Linked DNA regions of Rattus norvegicus: region 1 is linked to region 2. Evidence: chromatin contacts called from public Hi-C data. All regions are on one chromosome and are shown on one strand. Each heading gives the region's core, a stretch centred on a gene start, on an enhancer-like site or on the middle of the called end of the contact. The rest is flanking DNA. Distances are from core to core; before and after follow the strand shown. Region 1 overlaps LOC120093190 (a long non-coding RNA gene). Region 2 has its middle 17 kb from the start of Tmem247.

What was found. Hi-C and Micro-C count contacts between places; a contact is called where the count stands out from the background.
Region 1: a Hi-C map of Schwann cells shows a contact between it and region 2, with 6 times the contacts expected there. The contact joins two enhancer-like sites. A contact is called at or near these places in 4 of 12 Hi-C or Micro-C datasets (the A7r5 cell line, Schwann cells, kidney and 1 more) and 1 of 1 datasets of contacts at active chromatin or transcription factors (oligodendrocytes).

The regions. Positions count from the first base shown.
Region 1 is chr6:14,215,291-14,221,341 of GRCr8, reverse strand. It overlaps LOC120093190 (a long non-coding RNA gene), which reads right to left. Exons shown (of 3, transcript XR_010052158.1): 3 at 5,184-6,051. It overlaps LOC102551445 (a long non-coding RNA gene), which reads left to right. Exons shown (of 4, transcript XR_005505649.2): 3 at 2,809-2,906; 4 at 2,991-3,384. Among named protein-coding and RNA genes, the nearest start is that of Srbd1, 10 kb to the left of the region's middle. Within about 2 kb of position 4,046, at least 2 of the 93 cell types and tissues checked have an H3K27ac peak or open chromatin away from gene starts, as enhancers often do. A contact at or near this core is called in Schwann cells, where this site is marked.
Region 2 is chr6:13,468,257-13,474,605 of GRCr8, reverse strand. No RefSeq gene overlaps it. Among named protein-coding and RNA genes, the nearest start is that of Tmem247, 17 kb to the right of the region's middle. Within about 2 kb of position 3,740, at least 11 of the 93 cell types and tissues checked have an H3K27ac peak or open chromatin away from gene starts, as enhancers often do. A contact at or near this core is called in Schwann cells, where this site is marked.

The DNA.
Region 1 (6,051 bases), core at 2,797-5,296, 750 kb before region 2:
CAGGGCTATACAGTGGAACCCTGTCTTAAAAATAAATTAATTAATTTAATTTAATTAAAATAAGGAATGTTTATTGTTCTGTTGGTTGTTTTTTGTTGTTTTTTGTTTTGTTTTGAGATGGGACTTCACCCTGTAGTTCAGGCTAACTAGGAACTTACTACATAGCCCAGGGTGGCCTCAAACTCATGGTAACTCTCCCATCAGATTCCTGGGCATTGGGGTTATGAATATGGGCTACCACACCCATCTATACATTGGTTCTTAAGTAATTTCCAGCCAATTATCTTTGACTCCAATCTGACAAGTCAAGTTGAATCTGGAAGGTTTGGGTTCGTTGGTGTTGGCAATATTTTGGTGGAAGTGATGAATTGGGGTTAGGTTCTATCCGATGATGACATTTGGGGCCTCACCATTGAGGCAGAGCAGAGCTGCCACCGAGCTAAGCCATTCCCGGATTTCTGAGTCTGGGAACCATATGATATATGCTGACAGCTTTGTAAATCATGAGGGCTTGGGGTGAATCTATTCACAGCAACAGAAGACTAACACACAAACACTTAAAGGGACCTTGACAAAACTCAGTGTATCCCAAAGACCATCAGGTGGGCACTGGAATTGGAAGTCCTATTGTTTGCGTGTGCTGGTTTGATTGAGAATGGTCCCCACAGGCCATGTTTGAATGCTTTGTACCCAGGTGGCAGAACTGTTTGGGAAGGATTAGGAGGTGTAGTCTTGTTGGAGGAAGTGTATCTCTGGGGACTCAGCTTTGAGGTTTCAAAAGCGTTAACCGTTCCCAGTTGGCTCTCTCTGCCTGGTGCTTGTGGGAAAAGGTCCGAGCTCTCAGCTACTGTTGCAGGAGCATGATGTCTTACCACAGCAACAGAAAGGTAATTAGGATGGTGGAGTGTGCACTTGAGGTGTCTTGTATGGGATGAGGATCCCAGTGTGTGTACATGAGACTTGTATGAAGGGCAGGCCTGCTGTGTGACAATGGCAGGCAAAGTGCTAGGAGAAGAATGTTGGGGGCCTCATTTCAGAGTCATTGTCTAACAGTCATAACTGACCCACATGAAAAGGACATTCTTAGGGAGAGTTCACAGATGAGTCTTGAAGGAAACTTCATAGCGCTTGGCAGTGTTGCTGCTGGGAAGCCCATGTGGAGAATGAAAGGCTAGTGCCCTCAGGACATATGAGGGGATTTTTTTTTTTTTTTTTGTCACCTGGTTGGAATGAAGTTTTATGACACTTAACCTGCATTTTGGAGTGGATCACAGATGAGCTTTCTCTTGAAATGTAACTAAATGTTCCCTCTATATTAAACTGCAAATTACAGACGTTTCGGCTCTCTGCCCAGTATTGAGTTCTGAACAATGGGATGACAGCTGTCATCTTGGAGGGATGACATTTTTCACAAAGCTGCTATTTACCTCTGCACTGGTCTCTAAAGTTTTCAATGCCTTCAGCAGCCTCCTTGGCTGAGAGCTGCGGTGTGAGTAGGTGGCAGTGGGGGCTCACTCTTTTGTTGGACAAAAAATGCTGGCACTCAGAGACCTTAAGTGGTTCACTCCAGTTCACACAGCTGGTGACTGATCAGGCAGGGACTTGGAACTTGGCTCCTATCCCTGCTCTAAGAGAAATAGCATAATGAAATCGAGCCGTAGGTGAGCACATGTGGGTGGGAGGCGACCAGAGGAGCCTTTGATTAACTTCAAAGTGCTGAAGAGGAAGCCAGCCTTCACAGGCATCCTCAAAACCTTTCCCAAACCGAGTCTCTTCGTTTCCTCTTCTCAACCTTATTCATTAACGCAAGGAGCAAGTTACTATTTGCTTGATCTGAAATTGGTTAGTTGGACAGTTTCCCTTCTAGGCAAAGGACAATTACTACCTGAAGAATATAGGAGATGGCTAGAAGGAAGCATAATTCCCCCAAACCGTGGGATGTAAGAGAAATGGGTAACGATTCTCAGGAAACTTGGGGATTTAAACACTATGTTTTTGTGATATTCTGTCCGCATAACTTTTTTACTTAAAAGCTTATCTGCTGCTCACTGACATGCTTTTTTGGAAGGGCTGGAGGGAAGGGGAACTCTGGCTTTCTTCCCAGATATTCTATACCTGAGACTTCCTGGCCCAGTATAAACAGGAGGATTATGCGTTTTCCAGAGGGGATGAGCTGGGGCTTAGACAGAGTCAAAAGCAAGACCCTTTGCCAAGGTAACCTTTGCTCATACCTGTGCTGGTCACCAAACCTGGGCAGCAATAAGCCCCACACTTTAGAAAGGTTGATTCTCTTTCTTTGGTGACCAGTAGTCCCAGAGGGGACCAATGAGAGCTGTAATGAGCGCCATGAAGGCTGTGGCTCTGACCCTTCAGAGGAGCATTACTACCTAAACTGTCCCGGTTCGTCACGAGACCCAGGGGTTCCGATGTGCATCTACCATCCATTGGCAAAGAACAGCCAAAGCGCAAACCGATATTTCTCATCCATTCTTTGATCCTGTTCTGGAGACGTTTCTGGATTCCAATAGATGGTAGCAATCCCTAACGTAGGAAACAGGTCCATTGAGTCAAATAGATGATGTGGCCTCTACTTCCATTGCTCCCTGGCTGTTGGCTCTGCTGAGCCTTTGTTTAATGTATACCATTAGCCTTGTTGTGGGACAGTGGTTCTCATCCCCCTAATGCTGTGATCCTTTAATGCAGTTCCTTAGGTTGTGTTGACTCCCGGCCACAAAATTATGTTGTTGCTACTTCATAAATGTAATTTTTCTGTTGTTATTCATTGTAATGCAAATATTGATTATGCAGGATATTGATACACGAGCCTGTGAAAAGATCATTTGACCCCGAGGGATCCGCCCCGCAGATTGAGAACCACCATTTTAGGAGGCCTTTACTGGACTCAAGTGAGACTTGTCTTCTCTGTTTAATATGGGCTCTAGCTCAGGCATTAATTCTTTGTTCCCACACTCCTGTCCTATCTCTCGCAGGTCTCCCAGCTACGTGAGTTGTCTGGGCAGATTCATCAGAGCATGTCCATCTTCCAAATGTGATCTTTTTCTGATGGAGGCCCAAAAGCCCACAGAGAGGGTTCCTGCATCATATCCACAAGCTTCCAGTCACTTGGACAGAATACCTGAGATAATTTACAACTGTGGGGGTCAGTCCTCCCCTTCCACGAAGTTGGTCCCCAGGATCCAATTCTGACCATCAGTCTGACAGCAAGCACCCTTACCACTGAGCCATCCCACCAGCTCAGTCTACAGTGTTTTCAAGTGCCCTTAGAACCACTACCAAATCAAACTCTACTATCCTGGATTATAAAGTAAGCCTCGATTTATATTTAAAATACGTAATAAAATATATGACCACGCTGCTCAATAACAGAAAGATATCTGGGACTTTCTCCCTCCAAACTTGGATCTCTCTCCCTCTCTCTCTCTCTCTCTCTCTCTCTCTCTCTCTCTCTCTCTCTCTCTCTCTCTCTCTCTCCCCCCATTTGTAAATAATCCTTGGATCAGAGAAGATATGTCAAGGGATATTTTAGGACCACATGAAAATTACAGAACTAAAGCAGCCGCCAGGGGACTTTTCAACCCTAAATGCTTACATTTGAAGAAGAGGCAAAGCACTAACGACACAAACAACACTACATCCAGATCATTCAAAAGCATCGATGGGAAAAATATCGATGCAAAAAAGTCCAACGAAATACTGGTAAATTAGATACAGAGCTATATAAAAATCAATAAGATCTTATTACCAGGCGGAGTTGTGGCGTTTATTCCGTGAAAACAACGCCTGTCCAGTGTTTTAAAAGCGATCAATGTGATATACTATTATAATCACATCTCTTTCTCTGTGGCTCCGTGTGTATGGGTGTTTAGCCTCAGCTGCACAGGACAGCCGGCAAACCATGTTAGTTCTCTTGTTTTAATTTTCACTGTCGTACGGGTTCCTTGAATTTCCCCCTCACAGCCCTGAGTGTTTTAGCGGGGACAAGCAGGGTGTGTGATTACCCAGACCTCAGCTTGTGGCTGTTCTTAGTGCGATGCTGGGCCCCAAGAAAACCCCTTTGTGTTCCATGAGTCATCCCAGGGGAAGAAGTTGCTGTCTACTGGTGACAAAGGGATTAGAACAAAATGTTCCCTAGGGAGGGCATTTCTTGAGAATTACTTGTGCCATGTACTGTTTCTACCCATAATTCCACAGCCTTGTCCTTCTGTACAGTGTGCATGCGACTGGACTGAAGCCCATGAAGAGACTTCCTAGTTTTACTCAGGATTCCACAGCAAAGTCCCTGAGCATCCAAACTGAATCCGTCCTGCACACTGGGCTACGCCTGTCATTGTGTTACCCAGGTGACAGTGCTGAAGAGTCCCTGTGGGACACATCAGCTAAGCACACGCTAAGGACACGTTCTTTCCATCCTTTTGTATACCCAGTGTTTATGGGAGCCTACTGTGTACTGAAGATAACAGAGATATACCAAGGAATGAGGCACACAGCCCCCAGTTAGGGAGCTTGCTGGCCGTGGGAGAGCACCTCAGACCACCTCAGGCTGGGGAGGCATCAAGCACAGAGACTTATTAGATCTGGGTTCTGCTCCAGCGTCAGGAGGATTGGCTTCCTGTTGGCTGAGTCAAGATTTGAGGTGAGGGCTGGAGAGATGGCTCCGTGGTTAAGAGCACTGACTGCTCTTCCAGAGGTCCTGAGTTCAATTCCCAGCAAACACACAACCATCTGTAATGAGATCCGATGCCTTCCTCTGGTATGTCTGGAGACAGTGACAGTGTACTCACATACATAAAATAAATAAATCTTAAAAAGAAATTGAAGTGACACTGGACTTCACCCGAGAAAAAGCAGAGCAAAACCTGTACACTCATGTGCATGCGTGCATGCATGTGTGGATGTGTCCTTTGGTCTCTTCTAAAGACAATGGCACTGAGGTAGGGGCCCAGTGGTAGTGGGTCAGATGAGGACTTGGATTCAGACTGCTCACACCCACAGAAAGCCTGGCGTGGCTGTGAGCTCCAGGGTTACTGAGACAATTAAATAAAATGGGGAGTAGAAGAAAAAAGTACCAGATGTTAACCTTAACCCTTGCCCTCCTCGTGTGCATGCACCTACATGCATGGACACACATCTGCACTCAAGAAAGAAAAAACTTTAACGCCACCTTTCAATAGGGGTCCCATGCAGATGCTTTATTTAACTCTGACCCCTCCTTAGGAACCTAAGTAGCAGTGTTGAATCACATTTTTCTCACCTGACCTCTGATGGGTGGGAAGTCAATTCTATCTCAGTCACTTTGCTGGGACAGAATGACTGGAAAATGCAGGTCCCGGAGGAAAGGGGCTGTCTCATGAACAGGGATTCAGTCCGTCAAGGCTGCAGGCCTATAATGCAGCTGCTCACACTATGTCCACCTTCCAGAGGCGGAGAGAGGAATTCAGATGCACAGCTCACTTCCTTTAACTTCAGCACACGCAGGCCAGGATGCAGCAGAAAGTGAAAAGCATCAGTTCTCACCCACAGGACGGTGAGATGTTCACAGAGGCCCAGAGTCCAGGCAGTTCCTGAGGACATTGCTGACATAGACAGGCATGGCAGAGAAAGACACCTCAGGGTCTAGAGGTCTTTGAGGCCCATTCATTGAGACATAGGTGCTGCCAGCTCTCCACAAAAACATTAGGTATTCTCGACAGCTGCGTTATCTTTCTGGATCATTCTACCGGGGATAACCCTTAGGGCTACTCCTCTTTAATGTTCTAACTTGTATCAGAAAACTAGTGGCTCATTGGATTACCCCCCCCCTTTAAATGAACTTTGCAGGATGAGCAAGATGGCTCAGTAGGTAGACGCTTGCTCCTGATCCTGATTAATAGTTAGATCCTTGAGACCCACATGAGAAAAGAACTGGCTACTGAGAGCTGTCCTCTGACTCCAACATGTACTAAATAAATGTTAACAAAAGGATTTAAAAGGTTAAAACGTGCAGTAATAGGCTTGTCATGGCACCTTCATATACATGGGTTCATTATAGTT
Region 2 (6,349 bases), core at 2,491-4,990:
GAATGCACATGTATATATCATGCAATGGTCGGGTCAGGGGAGCTGAGAATGCACATGTATATATCATGCAATGGTCGGGTCAGGGGAGCTGAGAATGCACATGTATATAACATGTAATGGTCATGTCAGGGGAGCTGAGAATGCACATGTATATATCATGCAATGGTCGGGTCAGGGGAGCTGAGAATGCACATGTATCTAACATGAGATGGTCAGGTCAGGGGATCTGAGAATGCACATGTATCTAACATGAGATGGTCAGGTCAGGGGAGCTGAGAATGCACATGTATGTAACATGCAATGGTCAGGTCAAGAGAGCTAAGAATGCACTATTTGTTGGCATCAGGAGCATTCACAGTCCATTCTAGTAGCTGTTTTCTCAGCCCTGATCACCATCCTGCTGCACTATGGGACAGCTCTGCTTCTCATCTCTCTCCTTTGCCCTGTCAAAGTGTGAGCCTTTAGTCAGAGAGCTCTCTATCTGTGGAGAGATGTGTGTGATACCTATGAAGAAATATAGATCACCTTTGGAGGAAGTGGACATAAGCTCCCACCCCTAACCAGGAAGCTTTTGCCAATTGCCATCTGTTTTCAAAAGAAAAATTTGTTTTCTCCAATGGAGTCTCACTAGGTACATTAGCCACTCTGCAGGGTAGGTCTCCTGCCCAGAAGTCAACGGCAGCACAGAATAAACTCAGTGGTATTTTCATAGACTTTTGTCTCATAGCACTTTGTTTGGGCACTTTGGTCCTATTGGGCTTTGCTTATGTACTATTGTTCCTTGTTTAGTGTTTGAATGTGGTGTGTGTGTGTGTGTGTGTGTGTGTGTGTGTGTGCGCACGCACACATGTGTATGTGTGTGTGATAGAAACATGTGTGTATGTGTATATGAGTGTGTGTATGCATGTGTGAGACATGTGTATGTATGCACACCTGTGTGTGTATGTGTGTGATAGAGAGAGACATGTGTATGTGTGCATGTATATGTGTGTGACAGAGAGAGACATGTGTGTATGTATGTGTGTGTATGTGTGTGTGTGTGTGAGAGAGACAGACAGACACACACAGAGAGACACAAGAGAGGGTTTCTTGTGTTTTTTTGTTCTTGTTTGTTTCTTGTTTTCTTTTCTTTTTTTTTTTTTTTTTCTGAGCTGGGGACCGAACCCAGGGCTTTGCGCTTCCTAGGTAAGCGCTCTACCACTGAGCTAAATCCCCAGCCCCTGTTTCTTGTTTTCTAAAGAGAGAGAAAGAAAGGATATAGAGTTGAATAAGGGGAAAAGCATGAACAGAATATATTGTATGAAAAAAGTATATATTTTACATTTCGATATATGTTAAATGCAAATATATAATATATTTATAGTATCTATTTATATTAAATTTATATTTACATTATAATTCTTATATTATAATGCAATGTATGTATATTGTGTATGTTTATATTATACATAATATATTTAAATATATAACTATATAAAATATAAATAATTATGTAAATACATGTAATTTTTATATTGAAAACTTATATATAAATATATCATAAAATTATATATTACATATATATTCCCTTGAGCTGCAGTGGCTAAGTTGCCTCGGCCCTAGCTGCCACCCTTCCATACCCCACATCAGCAGAGTCTTCCTGAAGGGTCATGCTGCCCACCTGCCTGGACACATCTCCTCCTGCAAAGTTTGGGTGCTCCGTCCTTCCTCATGCATGAAGCACCCACTCGTTACATTTGCACGTGCCTCTACCACAGCCATGACCTTATAATGCCAAGGAAGTTCCCCTATTGATTCCCCATGCCAACCACGAGGAGACAGTGACACAGGGAGGATGGACTCCAAATCCTGAAATAGACATTAGTCATCGAGAGAGGCAGCAGCCACTGCAGATGCTCCAGGCCATCGAGGTGATCATCACTGTCACAGGGATGGGACTGAAGTCCCTTCCATAATGAACAGAAGGTTGGTCCGTGCATCCTTTCTCCTGAGGAAGCTGACCTGGGTCAAGCACAAGATATTTGTTGCCATTATACTTTCCTGCAGAGAGCTGGGTGTTTACAGACCAGCGATGGGTGTGGTAGGCTGGGCCATCGGAGGTGACCATCAGATCTAAACCCTGTGGATGGCCACAGGACCAGCCCTCCTTTCCTGACTGTGCTCGGAATGACAAAAATGCTGCCAAGTGTCCAGTCGCAGAATCAAAGGGCACCAGAAACCACTGATATGACACGATACCCATAAAGCAAAGGGCCAGACAGGGAGTCCCTGTTCTAGAAACATCCACACCCAGAACTGCGTGTGCTCCTGAACGTGCCAGCGCACAGAGGGCTTCCCATCCACCCCACCTTCAGATTGCACCTTCAGTCCAGCATCCTAGGAGCAGAGAGACCTGCAGAAGAACCTTGATGGGAAGGGCCAGTCTGTGCTATGCAACTCATCATGGAAAAGCCCCTCTCAGCAGAGAAGAAAGTGTGGCCTTGATGTTTTAAAGCAAAGACTTAAGAAACAGTTCAGTTCCCTGGAATAAATGTAAGCTTTGGCTAACATTAACTGCTGAAAGAAATGTCTGATGGTGTCGAGAGGGCCCTTCCATGGCGGCCATGCTGTGACGTTTGAACACGTTTGCTGTCTGCAATGAGAGTGTTGCAGCAGACAAGGAGGACTTCCTCGGCTCATTCTTGTAGAGGACTTCCCATAGGAACATGAGATCTGGAACTTCCCTTGTTTCTACACCTGCCTTTAGTTCAACTGGCCCTGAGGTGTGGACTGCCCTGCTCAGAGACTAGGATTCTGTGGGGGAGGCTGGGAGTTGGGCCGGCATCAAGTCTGCTGAGCATACTCTAAACCCAAACAGATGGGTTTTATCTGCCTTCTGTCATTTCCACACAAAATGTCCTTCAATAGAAGGATTCCATTGCTTTTTATAATAGTTGAAAATTTGCCTTGGATACCTCTCTTCAAAGCCTTTTTCTAACTTGATAAGACCCAGAAAAGAACATGAAGCTATGCCCTGGCCTAGAGGTCCAGAAGCCTACTCAGACCGATCCAAACTCCTCAGCTCTGAGACTGGCATGTCCTGAGAGGACTGTCTTCATTGTCCCCCCACTGAGGATGCGTGAACTCCACCCCAGGCTGTGGTCATAGCATAAATCATGGAAGGTCAACGCACTAAAGGAGCGTGAAGAGGCTCCAGTGAGGAAACCTCACCACACAACTGAGAAACCAGAGGTGCAGAGAGGGGGCCCTAGGGAGCATCAGGCTGGGGTAACTTCACCCACCCCAACTCCTCCACACCTATCTCCTGCCAGTTCTCAGGACTCATTGTCCCCCTGCCTCTGTGACTCACTCAGAATGAAAATGTTTTCTTCACAATGCTACCAGTGTTCCCCTGCAAGGCACCGGGCATCTGTTAGGGATCTGTGACCCCTGGAAAACTGCAGTAAATAAATGTCACCATCAATCATATAAGCAGCTGACTCAAAGAGCCTGGACTGGAAGAAAGAGGTGGCTCGCACTGCCTGTCTTAACTTCCAGAAAGTTCTCTCCCCCGCCTCCCCTTCTCTGACAGAACTCCCAGTCTCACTTCCTAAACAGAGCCTTCCAAACAGGCTCATTCCTCTCCCACCTTCAGAACAGCTGAGTCCTGCCATTGAGCGACAGAACACCTGCCTTCCTCCAAGTGCAGTCAAGAGAGCTCTGTCCCAGGCTGTGGCCAGAGCTAAGCAGAGAGCCCTGGCCAAGAGGCGACTACTTTTTAAACTGGTTGGCAGCAGAGGCTTAGCCAAGTGTGCATGCAGTCAGGGTGCTGAGTGGCCCCTGAAGGAACAAGAGCCCAGAGTGGGAGAGGAAGCCACGGAAAGGTCCTGTCTGGCTATAGGCTCTGCTTTGCTCCTTACACAAGTGACCACATGAATAAGATCCCTTTGTGGGCACATTAGGGGCTGAGCCTTCTGGCCACACCAGGATTTCCACAGGACTCCCTCTGTGACTTCCTAGATACCAAGGTCCTTCTCATCTCCCAGGGGCCTGTGTCAATTTTTCCTGCAGGCTGTGGTTGACATCTGTCCCCAGGTACCTTCTTAATCTCCCTGTCATCCACTGTTGCCCAGAACTGACAACTCCTAAATGGTTCCCTTCCCCCTGGATTTTCCCATTCCACTCTAATTTAAGCCACATTAATTCTCCAAATACTTATTTCCACACAGCCAAGTAGTTCCTTCCCCAAGGGCAATGACCATAGCTCTGTTACCACAGATGCTGCTCTTCATGGCACCCTATACACACACACACACACACACACACACACACACACACACACCACACACCACACACCCACACATACACACACACCACACACACACACACCACACACCACACACATACACACACCACACACACACCATATACATAGACATACACCACACACACCACACACACACACACACCACACACACACACACCACACACACACACACCACACACACACCATACACATACACATACACCACACACACACACACCACACACCATACACACACACATACACACACACCATATACATAGACATACACCACACACACCACACACACACACCACACACACACACACCATATACATAGACATACACCACACACACACACCACACACACACACCACACACACACACCATACACACACACATACACACACACCACACACACACCATACACGTACACCACACACACACCATACACACACACCACACACACACACCACACACACCACACACACACCATACACATACACATACACCCACCATACACACACCACACACACACCATACACATACACATACACCCACCATACACACACACCACACACCACACACACACACACCATACACACACACCATACACACACACCATACACACACACCATACACACACACATACACACACACCACACACACACCATACACATACACCACACACACACCATACACACACACCACATACACACACCACACACACCACACACACACCATACACATACACATACACCCACCATACACACACCACACACACACCATACACATACACATACACCCACCATACACACACACCACACACCACACACACACACCATACACACACATACCACACACACACACCATACACATACATACACACACACCATACACACACACACCACACACACCATATACATAGACATACACCACACACACCACACACACACACACCACACACACACACCACACACACACACTACACACACCACACACACACACCACACACACACACCATACACACACACACCACACACACCATACACACACACCACACATACACACACATACACACAACACACACACACACACACACACACACACACAGCTCTTGTATAAGCTGGAAAGCTGTGCCTCCCGACACCTAGAGATGTCTCACAGACCTCTCCCTGGCATTGTGCCTCTGTCCCCCCATTTCCCACCTGACACACCCTCCACCCCATCCTCTCCTTCCCACTAAGAGACCTGGCCCCCTTAATGTATACTCATTTGTCGTCTCTGCTGTCTCTGCACCCCCAGTGACCAGATGACAGGTAGATGTCAGCATCCCCATTCCTCTGGAGTAGAAACTTCCTACTGAGCTAAAAAGTTCTATCTCCCTCCTGTACAGCAATGAGTCCTCAGGCCAGCAGCATCCTCCGGCATTGTGCCTTCAATGAGAGGCAGAAGTACCAGGGTTCTGGGAAGCAGGAGGATAAAATAGGCAGAGAGGGACAGGGAGGGGAGGGGAGAGGGAGAGGGAGAAGGAGAGGGAGAGGGAGAGAGAGAGAAAACAGGCTACATTGGGGTGTCATTCACTCTTGATCCAAAAACCTGAGAAAAAGGCTTTCCAGTCAGCTAGGAAAAACAAACAAAGCCAGAATGGGGTCATCTGGAGGAAGAAGCCAGCCTAGCAGCTACCATACAATCAGAACCAAGTGGCCTCATGGATACAGCCCTGACACCATGCCGTGGAAACCTGAGGGGGCAGTGTTGCTGGTGTCCTGGGAGGAACTCTGTATTTCTATGTTATCGGCTGGGGGAGGCCTACAGCATTTGTTGGACTCTTCAGGCAAACACAGTGGCCAGATCTTCGAAACAGGACGCCTTTGTCCATGACTGACACCCTGGCCTAGAGCCCAGCTCTGCTTCAGGGGAGGATTTAGGTCACAAGAAAATGGGGGTGGGGTGGAGGGTGGCTGTAGCCTTAGAAATCTGTGTAAAAATTGGGGAGGCACTTCACCCCTTCCCAGGGTCACACCCTTGCCCTGTCTGACCTTACTTTGCATCACGCTGACTTTG